Regions from separate parts of the Mus musculus genome. Here regions 1 and 3 are each linked to region 2. A link is a contact called in public Hi-C and HiChIP or PLAC-seq data. All regions are on one chromosome and are shown on one strand. The core of a region is the stretch at or near the end of the contact, and the rest is flanking DNA. Distances in the headings are between cores, read along the strand shown.

Region 1 (4,003 bases), core at 314-2,813, 630 kb after region 2:
GTTCACTCTGGTTTCCGTGACAGGAGACCAAGCACAGAGACAGGACGACTGAGAAGGATGCCGTTGTGGAAGTCCAAGTGAGACTCAGAGGTGGTTTACCCAGGAGGAAGCAACACGGGGTAAATTCAAGCGGAAACAGGCCTTGCTGGCATTATGGGGGCTGCAGGTACCGAGATGTCAAACAGACAGACTCCACACCAGACATGTGGAAGCAAGATGGTGGTGTGAGGGAGATGAGGGAAAAGGGTTGTATGGCTCAGGCCAGACTTGTGTATGGCCATATGATCCCACGGTGCCTTTTTCTCGGTCTTCTGAGAGCCTGGAATCACCAGGGAGTTTGAACCAGAGATAGAGGAGTAGCCTAACACCTTAGAAATGCTACTTAAAGTCACAAGCCAGGCAGAGAGCTCTGAGAGACGAAGGGAAAAAACAGAGGGTCAAAGATGCTGCATGGGAAGAAGACAGGAAGGCCCACATGAAGAAGGCCTAGTCTGCTGGCCGGCCTGCATTCCCACCCACTTAAGAAACTGAGGCAGAGGTTTTTAAGTTCAAGACCTGCCTTCTACAGAACAAGTTTAAAGTGAGACCAGGCAACTGAAGGAGACCCTGTCTCAAAACTGAACAAACGAGTAATAAATAATTTAAATTCTTTATATTTATTTTATGCATGTGTTTTGCCTGAATGTGTGTGTCTATCACATTGAGGCCAGAGATGGTGTCTGAAACCCTGGAAATGGAGCTAAGTTGTAAACTGCTACGTGGGTGTTGGGAACCAAGTTTTCTGCAGTAGTATTAAGGGCTCTTACCCTCAGAACCGTCTTCTAAATAATTTTCTTAAAAGAAACTAAGTTCTCGGAATGTAGCTCAGTGGTAGAATACTTGACCAGAATATGTAAAACCTTTCCAATCCCTACGGAGGTGGAGGGAGCCCTAAGTACTGGGTATTGGCTTCTTGTTACAGAAGAATCCAAAGAGAGATCCAACAGGTTGCCAAAAGCCTGGAACTCCTAAAAGGTCCTCTGCTTCTAGAAGGACCCTCCCCACCCCAAGCCTGAAATCTCTGCCTGGAGTCCCTCCTGGGAGAAAGCACCAAAGGTTGTTGGAGAACACTGTTCGAGAACACTGTTGGAGAACACTGGCTCCATGCAGCCACCACCTGTGGATTCTCAAATGCATTGAAAGGCAAAGGAAGGCCCTAACCTCCGAAAGTGGAGGAAAACCCTACAATAAAGGGACTTTACAACAGGGTGAGCTTGAAATGAATAGTGGGGCCCGGGGGGTGGTGGGGAACCAGAGGATAAGGACAACCCTTCCTGTATGCCAGTGACACATGTCTTAACTTCCTGGTCACTACACACTGTTCATCTGAACATTTGGAGAACCAAGGGCAGCCAGACCCAGACCCAGACCCCATCTGCAGCGTGTGACAGAGCTGAAGACGGAAAGAGCTTGCCCTGAAGCCTCAGCTACAGGTCTGGAAGTTGCTGCCTTGTCTTGGGCTCCAGTGTTTATGGATAGAAAGGCGGGGCCTGGGCCCCAGAGAGGAAGGCAGAGCCTCATCTGCCCGGGCTGATAAGTGATCCTACAAGACAAGCAGAAGGGTCGGGACAGAGATCTGAGAGCAGCCAGATGCTCCGCACAGCAGGCAGAGTTCCTGACTAGGATGGCCTTTAATGTCTGCCTCAGCTCCTGGGGAGAGGGCTAAAGGCAAGGATCAGTTCCCACCCCAGGCAGGGAGGAGACCGGGTCTGTGAAGAATCTACCCAACATAGGCTTCAGGCCCCATACAGTGCTCGGAACTGAAGACAGGCGCTTAGGACTGACTAGATCGGCAAAATGAGTAGTAAAACTTAGACATTGCTTCCCAAGTTTAGATACTTTAATAGAGTCAACTCTCAAAACAGGAGCCATCAGCAAAAACATTGCTAAGTCCCCTCTCTTTGATGAATGAGAAATTAAGCCTCGAAATGAAGAAGAAACTTTCCCAGGATTGCATAGCTAATAAAAAAAATCCCTCTGCTGCCATTTGTTCTTGCCCGTACCATTTCCACAGGATCCTTAGCTTGCTAACACAGGTATCCACCAAAGCCCTTGATGTCTGTGGAGAAGGGACACTGAAACGTTAGATGAAAATGCCTTGTTCATATTGCATCCAGAAAAGGGTGTGTGTGGGGGGGGGGGGGGGATAAGCCAGCAAAATGGTATGCCAGAATGCTCAGCCCAGATGTTCCAAGGTCCTCTCCACCTGAAACAAAAAAGGCAGAAAGAAGTAAATTACCTACTTCCTTCTCTCACAAGTCTGACAGAACAAAGAGAGCCCAGACAAAAGCAAGGGAGGATGGAGAGAAAGCCACTGGGCTGAGGGGGCTGCTGGGATATCAGCCTGGCCTGTGTGAAGCCTTTCTGTGAGCCTGGGGAGAGGATGGGGAGGGTCCTCCTGACCCCTGTCCTCAGGATTCTTATTAGGAAAATCACGGTGGAGGGGAAAACAAGGCTTGGTGATAGATGACAGAGAGACAGAGACAAGGAGATGGAGACGGAAAAAAGGAGAGACAGAGGAGAAAACAAAACAAGCCGGGGAGTGCTGGACATTCCTCTCGAACCCTCCAAGTCCATGAGCTCTAGTGGTTTGGACCCAGAGCCTGGAACTCTTAGGGAACAAAAAGATTGGAAGTGTGCTTCTAGGCTTCCTGACATAGTGATTGCTAGAGACCATAGGCAGGCAATGACGAGCACAGGACAAAGCTGGAACACAGAAAACAGACAGGAGGAAAGAGCACTGGCTTAGAAATAGCATCTAGCCAGGTACAAGTGGGCAATGAGATGGATCTGAGAACCTGACCTCATTCTGGTCCTAACTAGCCTGGAAGGAGGGGGCAATGTGGGCTTCCGTAGCCCTACAGCCCTATAGAGTTCCTTCAGTGGCTGGGCATTCCTTGTGCAGCAGTTCTCTACTGCCCTCCCACCCAATTCCCATGAGCTCTGAGCTCATCTATCCTGTCCTGAGTCTTCTCTCTGGCCCAGAGATGATGCTCACACAAAGACAGCACTGTCCCTGTTCTGGTGTTCACCTGATGTTTCTAATCTCTGCCAGCCTGGTGGGAGGAGGAGACAGTTGAGAGGTAGAGAGGGGCTCTCTCCTTGATACTGTAAAGGGGGAGAATTTTAGCCAGAGGTTGCATTTTGTTGAAAAAAAAAAAACAGAAGCAAATACCATGGTTACAGGGATGGCGTCTCCGAGTTGGTCCTTGGCTCAAGGTAAAGTAAGTGGCTGCTATCAATAGTGAACTCCAGCAAAGGATGCTGGAGACAAAATCCTACATGGTCCTGACTCCCATGTCCAATCCAAAATACCTCTTCTGTCTTTTGTCAGCAGCCCTACATCGCACTGCAAGCAAGACAATACAGAACTCAAGTGCTAGGGACACAACAGAGCCTGTAAAAGAGCCAGGCTCCTATCTGAACTGTCACAGAGCCTACCAGAGAGTTCCATGTGATTAGCACTGGGATAAACTCTAGAAATGAATGCATAGCATTCTCTAAGATGATACGAGAAGCACCCAGTGTGATATGGGCAGTCAGACAGAGCATCTCTCAGGAAGTGACTTTGAGGGGATTGGGAATATGGCCCAGTCAGAGCTGGTGGGAAAGGATGCTTCCTGCAAAGACGCTAGCTGAAGATAAAAGCCTGGTGTACTTGAAAGACAAAGAGACCAGGAGGGCTCCAGGGAAATGAACAAGGACAAGCCACAGAAATGCTTCTGAGGGTGGGAGAGGGTTGGGTTTGGGAGTCGAAGGCCTCTTTGCTGGTAGAATCTCTTGACCTTGGAAGCCAAGAGCAATCCAAAGCTATAGTAAATGTAGATACATGTAACACCAGGGCTGTGCCTGCCTGAGACTGGTGGATTAGGAACAGGATAAAGGGAGCCTGGAAGGCCAGTGGTGCCTTAGGAAGGGAGGTGCAGCAAGGGGTCCGCTGAGATTTGTCTGAAAGCATCCTGGT
Region 2 (3,718 bases), core at 788-3,287:
CTGTCAATATGGAGGGAAATTGTGTTTCTTGAGGCCAATGACTGGTAGCTAAGGTATAGATAAGAATGAAAAATTATCAGAAAAGACTTTGGTCATTAGCATATACAGGTCAAGGAGAAACAGAACAGGATGATGTTCAAATTTCTGATACAGGTACGATGCTGGCATCGTTTGCAGGGAAAATGTTCAAGAGAACAGGAGAGCTGGTGAATTGGCTGAGTTTGCTTACCGGTCAGTTTGAACTGCCTACAGATGTGATGGCATACCAGGATACTGTCAGCCTTACCCACAAGGCTGTGCTAATGTGTAGGAAGAGGAAGAGTTGCAAAGGAAAAAGTGATGTCAGGCTGCAGAGAAGAGAAGAGAAGCCAGCACAAACTACAAAGCACTTGGGAATAAGGTCAGTCAGATAAGGGAGAAGGCACACAATCAGCAGCAATAATGGGAAGCACTTGCAGAGAGCACATGCAAATGACTTAAACCTTAAAGGACTCCTTTCGCTGTCCTTCTTTTATTTCATTTATCCATATAGATGTGGTATCCAGCTGTAACTTAGGGGCTCTTTTGTACAATGCCGGCCTTAGCAGAATACCACTCATACAATGATTCATCAATGTATGTACTGTGATTGAATTCCTGACCATAATACCATGGGTTATTCTATGAATTCTTAAGATATTATTTCACTGACTAGGCCTTTTTAAAAACTAGAACCAGGGCAGACATGAAAAGGAATTCAATGCAAGAGGCTACAAATCAAAAGAACAAAAAAATGATTTTAGATATGCATTGTCCTACAGAAATTTTTGTAAAGTCTTCACTCACTTTTGTATCCCTTTGTAGTATCTTCTTGGAATAGCCTCCTCTAGTGTATCCCAGAAGAGTCCATCAAGGTGGTCCATGTGATAATTTAAAAAGCATCAAAATCCTCCCTCAAATGTGAGCTCATCCATCTGGTTTGGTTATTTCTAGCCCAGCCCAGCTTCTCAACTGCTTTGTCCTTCAATTCCCCCTTCTCCTTGTTCTTGTCTGACAGCAAGGTGGCTTACTTGCAACTGTTTAATATAAGGTAAATCATTGCACCTCTCTGGACCATATTTTTCTTCTGTAGATAGACTAAGAAGATTATTCAGTTTGTGCTTATAACCACCTTAATGCTTTTTCCTCTACCTCAGCTTCACAGTGAGGTCTTCCCAGACTCTGACCATTATCTCTGTGCTCTGGGCACTGCTATTTTTCTGCACCCCACCCCCCAAGTCTCTTTTGCTGCCTAGGTTCATTCATCTGCTTGGGTTTGGGAGGCCCATCTAACGCATCTTTCAATCTCTAATGTTCTCTGTAATGGCTGAGGCTCAAAATGGTGCTCCACAGATGCTCTGGAGCAAAGGTGACTGAAAAGAACATGATTTGAACGTCTAGTCCTACATACACTAATTCAAAATGCCAGGTGGAATTTGCATGTTGTTCTTGCTCATGTGAACAGGAGAACATGACATGGTTCTGAAGCTCATTTGCTTCTTTCTAACACAGAACTTCCCTGAAATGTGATGAATGCTGTGCCTCTTTGTGAGGGAAAGAGATGAAGAAATAAGTCAAAGAATCTTTTGACATGTTCTTTAGGGACTTGAGGAAAGAATTCTTGTCTTCCCTAGTGTTAGGGCCTGTGGTAAGCATGGGCTTTATCAGTGCCAAGCAGTGAGTCAGGGAACGGGTGGCCCATTCTGTGGTTTTCAGTGGGAGGTGGGGTGTGTGTGGAAATTTTAATATCTCAGACTGTCCTGTTCATACCCATCCTTTAAAAGCCAGTTACAAGGGTGTGTGAACTTTAAAAACCCCTCTTCTCAAGCCTTGACCAAAGGAGGGCTTGAGCTCGGAGGGGCTTTCCAGGATAGTCTCCAAGTACAATAATGTCATTTTTCATGAACTTTTCTGAGACCTGAGTCCAAAACAGCCTGTGGCCTCCATCCATCACTTCTAAGCTAGCAGTAAAGACACCCTTGGAAAGACTTATGCTCTCTGAGCCAAACCACCAACAGCTACTCTTTCACAAAGGCTTCCTGGCCTAACCTACATTCTGCTAACCACACTGGCAATGCTCTGCAATACTGTGCTGCAAGGAGGCCATCTTTCTGGGAGTAGGTATTTGAGACAGACACTTAGAAGACCAATTTTAATGTGCAGATTATAATTTGTGGAGCTTTGAGTGTGGGTTGTGACAGAGAGGGCACTAAAAACGGGTCATGCATGGTTTGTTTTTATGGGACCAAGTGGAGAAATTGTGTGAGAGGATTTTGTATGAACAATTTCTAGGTAGTATTTTATTGATTGCTCTCATTCAAATGCATATTAGCAATTGTTAAACCATGTCTTCTCCTTCCATATTGCTTGGTATCTGCCATACTGTCTATTATAGAGTGCTATGTATGAGTCAGTAATTAGATGCCAGTTTTCCCTGCTAGGCCTATTATGGCAGGCATTATCATTCATCTATCTGCAGCTCTTCCACAGCAGCTACAATAGTGATGGTTAGCTTTCCCGTGCTTAATTGCTTTGCTTTGCCTGAGTAGCTTTATAATCTAGATAGAGGTAATACAAAACAATATTAGTGACACTTATGATAAGGAGACAATGAGTGAAATTAGCAAAATGCAGGGGTCACCCAGTGATCATTTCTGTGGTATTTATGAGCAGCTTTAGACTGATAACTGAGATTTTTTATGACCCACAGGCAATTATTGCCATTTGAATTTTCACTTTAAGGCATGCCAACCATACAGAGGAAGAGAAGGGGAAGGAAGGGGAGGGAGGAGAAGGAAGGAAAGGAAGATTACACATAAACCTCCCTACCTACAGTAAGGACTTCCTTTGTGTGTAGAGTAAAACCAGAGTTTCTTCCTTCTGATGGATAGAAATACAAATACCCAGAGAGCATACAGAATAGACATCCACCTGTGCTATGGATTGAGACTCCAAGAATATCAAACAACTGGCCCTTGGAAGGACACGTGTTGAAATAGCATGTTGTTTTAAGAGTTCTCAATAGGAGACTAAGATTTCAAAACATCTGAATAACTTCCTTGCTGTAAAGCATCTAGAGTTAAAATGTGAAGCTAGATAAATAGCAGCAGCCTCCAAGAGAAGAGATTCACTGAACTTAGGTACATAACTGATGATCAACACTGAAGTTAGAAATGCTGCAGGCAAGCCCACTCTGGGATGCCCATTTCCAGTGGAACACCCTTGAGTCACACCTGCTTTTTAACTCAAGAGATAAATTTCAGATTCCCCATTTCTCATGAGGGAATTATTGAGGAAGTGATCTGTAAGTGGCAAAATTTTACCTTCTAAGAAATTAATCTAGTACTTCTATATATCCATCCCATGACCAACAGCCATGTGATATTTGTAGCAGAGATTCAATGAATGTCCACAGGAAAAGCAGGCCAGTGCTGTATTCTCACCTACTGGGTTGAGATGATTTAATTTCATAAATCTAAATCTTGTCTAAATACAAGGGTATGGTTCTCACTTTGAAAATGAAATTGACATAAGAAAAATCCTATAACACACACAGACACAGACACCGTATAATATATATATGAAACAAGCTTTTTAAATTAACCCCATGAAAACATCAGAAGACAAATAATACAGAGAGTGTTCTTCTTTTACTTAAGCTGGGTCAAGATTCAAACTTGAACATAGAATTTTCTGGAAA
Region 3 (3,745 bases), core at 632-3,131, 540 kb after region 2:
AGAAATAGTAAATGAACAGTTAAAAAAAAAAGGTGGAAAAAAAGACCAACCACACCTGGGGTATCAAGTAACAAGCCTCAGCATAGGCAGCAGCAACAGGGAAGACCCTGGCATCAAGTTGATCACGATGACCAAAACAAGTACTTCAGGTGCCTACTGCACTATGTTGACTGTGTCACAGAACTCTGCACTTGAAATCAGGCCTACTACAACCCTCTACTAGATCCCAATTCCTTCCTACAAAAGGATCACAGGCTAGTCAGTTGCAAGAAGAGGTAACCCAGACTTCATAAATGTGGTCAGGTTAAAACAGTTTATTGGTGCCATTTGTGAAACATGTACTGAAGGTTCATATAAAAAGTTATCCTCAACCCTTAACTAAATAGTACAACGGTAGCTACAGAGCATGAGGAGTGAGGCTGAGATATTTGGGAACAGCTCTGGCCTTTCGAACCCTGGGTTAAGCACAGCCGAACAACTACAAGCAGAAGGCAGATCTAAAACTCTGCAGACGCAGAGGCAAAGGCTACTCCAGCTTCCGCCTGAGCGGAAAAATGGAAACAGTGCTTCACCGTGGAGCTGAGAAATCCAGCAGGCACCTGTCAATTCATACACAAGTTCCTCTTGATGAAGGCTGCATGGCCTAAGGATGCTAAGTACTTAGAGAAACACCCCCATGATATAATGGTAAAGGAATCAATATTGACCGTGGATAAGGAAGCAGAGCCTGTTTCTCAATGAGCCGTGTGCTGATGCGACTATCCTACCTTCCCCTATAATCGTCCTCACACAGCAACTGGGATCAAAATAAATAAATTTTAGAGAAAAGATTGAAGTTTTTTTTGTCCTGTGTATGCAACACAAAGGAAGTTATCCAGAGCCTTCTTATAAAGCACAAAGTTAAACTTCAACTGCCTTCGGTTTGCCAGTTGATGCCTTTCAGCATCCAGACTTGAAACTCTAAGTCCACGGCAGCACCAACCAGTGCTGCGGGAGATAAAACGGTAGAAGCTGGAGGCGCAGGGACTTGACGGTCCCACCAGAGACCAAGCCTAGAACACCTGAAAGTCAGCAAAGCACAAGACTCCCTGGTTCTCCCTTCAGCACCTGAGGTTGGAGTGCCCAGAACCTTTAAGCCTCTCCTAAGAATACACATCTGGCTGGCCACGCCTCGGGACACCCTTTCACCACGCCATTCAGCTCAGAGGATGGCAGGGAGAACCCCTGTACTCCTTGAGCCTCCAAAGCACCAGGCAGTCAGCACGGCCTTCTTATACAGACTATGGTTTAATTTCCAGAATGACTGAAAATAACACAGTGCTTTTACATCAGGTACAACATGCCTGCCACATCGTACTGGTGTCTAAGTCTCTAAAGAGTCAATGTAGAAAAGGTGTATACTTCTATGAATATCACATTCTCCATCCAGAAAAAAGGAAAATGGGATGAATAGTATTTCCCACAGAGTGAGTGTCAATCAAGTGTGGTCCAGTAAGGGACCATTGTAGACATTCAAAGCATACGCGATAGACATTTCAGAAACTTCCTACAACAGTTAGGTAACAGGAGTTACCATCAGCAAGGCCCAGGAATGTCGTCACAGCTACACTTCTCATTCTGTCTATAATTACATTGTCTCATTTGCCAATGGAATCAGCCACTGTACTCTGAAACAGGGATACTCTTTCCTGGAAAATCCTGGCTGCCACTAACCAGCTCTTGCTTTTGCAGAAATTGTGGTAGGGCCCCGAGCAAGCTAGACTTGGGGAGGTTGACCACGGCTGCTTTGTCTCCTAGAGAGATGTTCCTACAGGGTGGTCTGGCCTCTTTAAGAGGAAAAAAAAAAGCCCAGCAACACAAACCAACCAAAAATGCCAGGAATGTAAGCTCTGCCAACCAAGTAAATAAATAAAATGTAAAATACTTTATAATAACTGGACAAGACACATTGCTCAATCCAGTAAGATGGAAAAACTTTACTAATCCCCCACAACTCTGCAAACGTTGCCATTGTCCTTGGACTTGGGAGATTTCCTACTCTGAGTATCAATGTATCAATGTATCAATGACAGGTTCAATCACCCGAAGGAGTACACCAGCCTCTAGAACCTTGCAGAGTGACAGTCAGGCCTCCAAACACTCTGCAAGTGAACTGCAAACCAGATTTGTTATCTAGAGCTCAGATTAAAGCCCCACTGGTGTGAGATTTCAGGCCAGGTCTTTTTCTCTCTTGTTCTTTCCTTCCCAAGTGGTAGATGTGGGAGACATATATAAACCAGCCATTAGATTCCCTACCAAACCTTCCAGGGTCCTTTGAATGTTCTACACCGTTCAAGGTTCCTATTGACTTGTTTCTTCCTTATCTGCTCCACAGACCCCAGGACCTGGGCCAGCACTGAGTAAAGGTGTTCCACATATTCCGGTTTCATCTTTATCCAAGGATTATTAGTCTCGGTTCACACTCGCAGGAGCTGGAGGACAGGGAGATTAAGTAGTCTGCCCAAAGTCACACAGCCACTAACTGGGGATTCACACCCAGACAAACTGGCTCCACAGACCCTGTCTAAACCACTGGTCTATTTAGTCACTAACAGAGTGTGGCAACAAGGGATCTAGAAACACAGTCATAAGCAAAGCTGGCAGCCGGCAGCCGGCAGCCCTCCCCTCTTCCTTCTTTCCTGTAGCAACACAAAGACCGTCTAAACTAAGAAAGGACAACGCTTCTCCCATCTCTGAGGACAATAATGGTCCCCAGGGGATGGACGTCCTCTATCAAAGTAAGATGGAGGTTGGGTCTGGTCCTTATAGCCTTATAAATGGGCAAAGAGCCAGTTTTCTGTGTGAAAACTGCTGTTCCTCCATGGCCAGCGTCTCCACCTCACTGGTGGTACAGGTGAAGTGGAATGAGAAGGAGAGCAATAATAAAGTAACATTTGCTCGCACACCCTGCCTTCATAGCCTCAGCCCTTACTCCAAAGCCTCCACACCAGGAAGGAACTAGGAACAAGTCAAGGCTGCGTTTGGATTTAAATCTACAGCAGACCTGAGAGACGTGTGCAATGAGATAGTATGCCCTACCTTACACTTGTGAGGGAAACCGAATGCCCGTGTCATTTTAGGGTGTGTATTAACATTGTCAAAAATGTCAGACCTCAAAATCAAACCAAAGCGCATAATGGTTCTTGGTCAAGTCCTAACCACAGAGAGGCTAGCAAATATTCCAGGTGTCCTGTCTCCAATTTGGACCCTCAGACTTCCCACTTCACTTCTCTGATTCTAGGAATCTGGGGAGGGGGCAGAGAGGAAGTTCTGACTTGATTGCTGAGGTAACAGCAATACCTGACACTATTTGTCTCTGCTTGTGAGAAACGAAGCAATACAAAGAAAAACCATTATGATAAAGACCAAGGTCCCAGTCGTGGACTCGAACCCACGCCATGAATAGTTGAACTTTGACACAGGTGTCCTGTGTAATCTGATGGGCCAGGTAAAGCTCTACTTAACATCTACTTAATATCCTTCTTTCTGTTAGCCAAGACTACCAAAGAAGTCCTGGCCAGGGCTTACTTCTATCTTTGCACCTAAAAATTGAAGTCTCCATTGAAACTTCTTTACTGAGCCTCCAAAGGTAACTTGCAATATTGCTCACTGTATGGATCTGACACGTTAGAAACAGATTCAGCTTCCTTCAGCTTCTGGCTCCGTGCAGAATTTTGCCTAATTGTCTTAACGTGTTGGTGCCTCT

What was found. A called contact is a pair of places that touch in the nucleus more often than the background predicts. HiChIP or PLAC-seq counts read pairs in DNA pulled down with a chosen protein or histone mark.
Region 1: a contact with region 2 is called in a Hi-C map of megakaryocyte progenitors, with 9 times the contacts expected there. The contact joins two enhancer-like sites. A contact is called at or near these places in 1 of 39 promoter capture datasets (hippocampal neurons), 3 of 15 datasets of contacts at CTCF or cohesin (embryonic stem cells and stem cell-derived epiblast-like cells), 99 of 484 Hi-C or Micro-C datasets (B cells, the Ba/F3 cell line, the C10 cell line and 50 more), 9 of 115 datasets of contacts at active chromatin or transcription factors (the NIH/3T3 cell line, Th17 cells, astrocytes and 4 more) and 1 of 9 other capture datasets (embryonic stem cells).
Region 3: an H3K27ac HiChIP or PLAC-seq map of the NIH/3T3 cell line shows a contact between it and region 2, with 11 times the contacts expected there. The contact joins two enhancer-like sites. A contact is called at or near these places in 4 of 484 Hi-C or Micro-C datasets (the C2C12 cell line, adipose-derived mesenchymal stem cells and embryonic fibroblasts), 2 of 115 datasets of contacts at active chromatin or transcription factors (the NIH/3T3 cell line and memory CD8 T cells) and 1 of 9 other capture datasets (embryonic stem cells).

Annotation. Positions count from the first base shown.
Region 1 is chr9:32,604,996-32,608,998 of GRCm38.p6, reverse strand. Gm31871 (a long non-coding RNA gene) reads right to left here. Exons shown (of 4, transcript XR_379224.3): 4 at 1,916-2,245. Among named protein-coding and RNA genes, the nearest start is that of Gm31871, 13 kb to the right of the region's middle. Within about 2 kb of position 1,563, at least 37 of the 459 cell types and tissues checked have an H3K27ac peak or open chromatin away from gene starts, as enhancers often do. A contact at or near this core is called in megakaryocyte progenitors and pre-megakaryocyte-erythroid progenitors, where this site is marked.
Region 2 is chr9:33,239,435-33,243,152 of GRCm38.p6, reverse strand. No RefSeq gene overlaps it. Among named protein-coding and RNA genes, the nearest start is that of Gm32171, 13 kb to the left of the region's middle. Within about 2 kb of position 2,037, at least 27 of the 459 cell types and tissues checked have an H3K27ac peak or open chromatin away from gene starts, as enhancers often do. A contact at or near this core is called in the NIH/3T3 cell line, megakaryocyte progenitors and pre-megakaryocyte-erythroid progenitors, where this site is marked.
Region 3 is chr9:32,698,672-32,702,416 of GRCm38.p6, reverse strand. The region is part of intron 3 of Ets1 (E26 avian leukemia oncogene 1, 5' domain); the gene reads right to left. Among named protein-coding and RNA genes, the nearest start is that of Ets1, 64 kb to the right of the region's middle. Within about 2 kb of position 1,881, at least 32 of the 459 cell types and tissues checked have an H3K27ac peak or open chromatin away from gene starts, as enhancers often do. A contact at or near this core is called in the NIH/3T3 cell line, where this site is marked.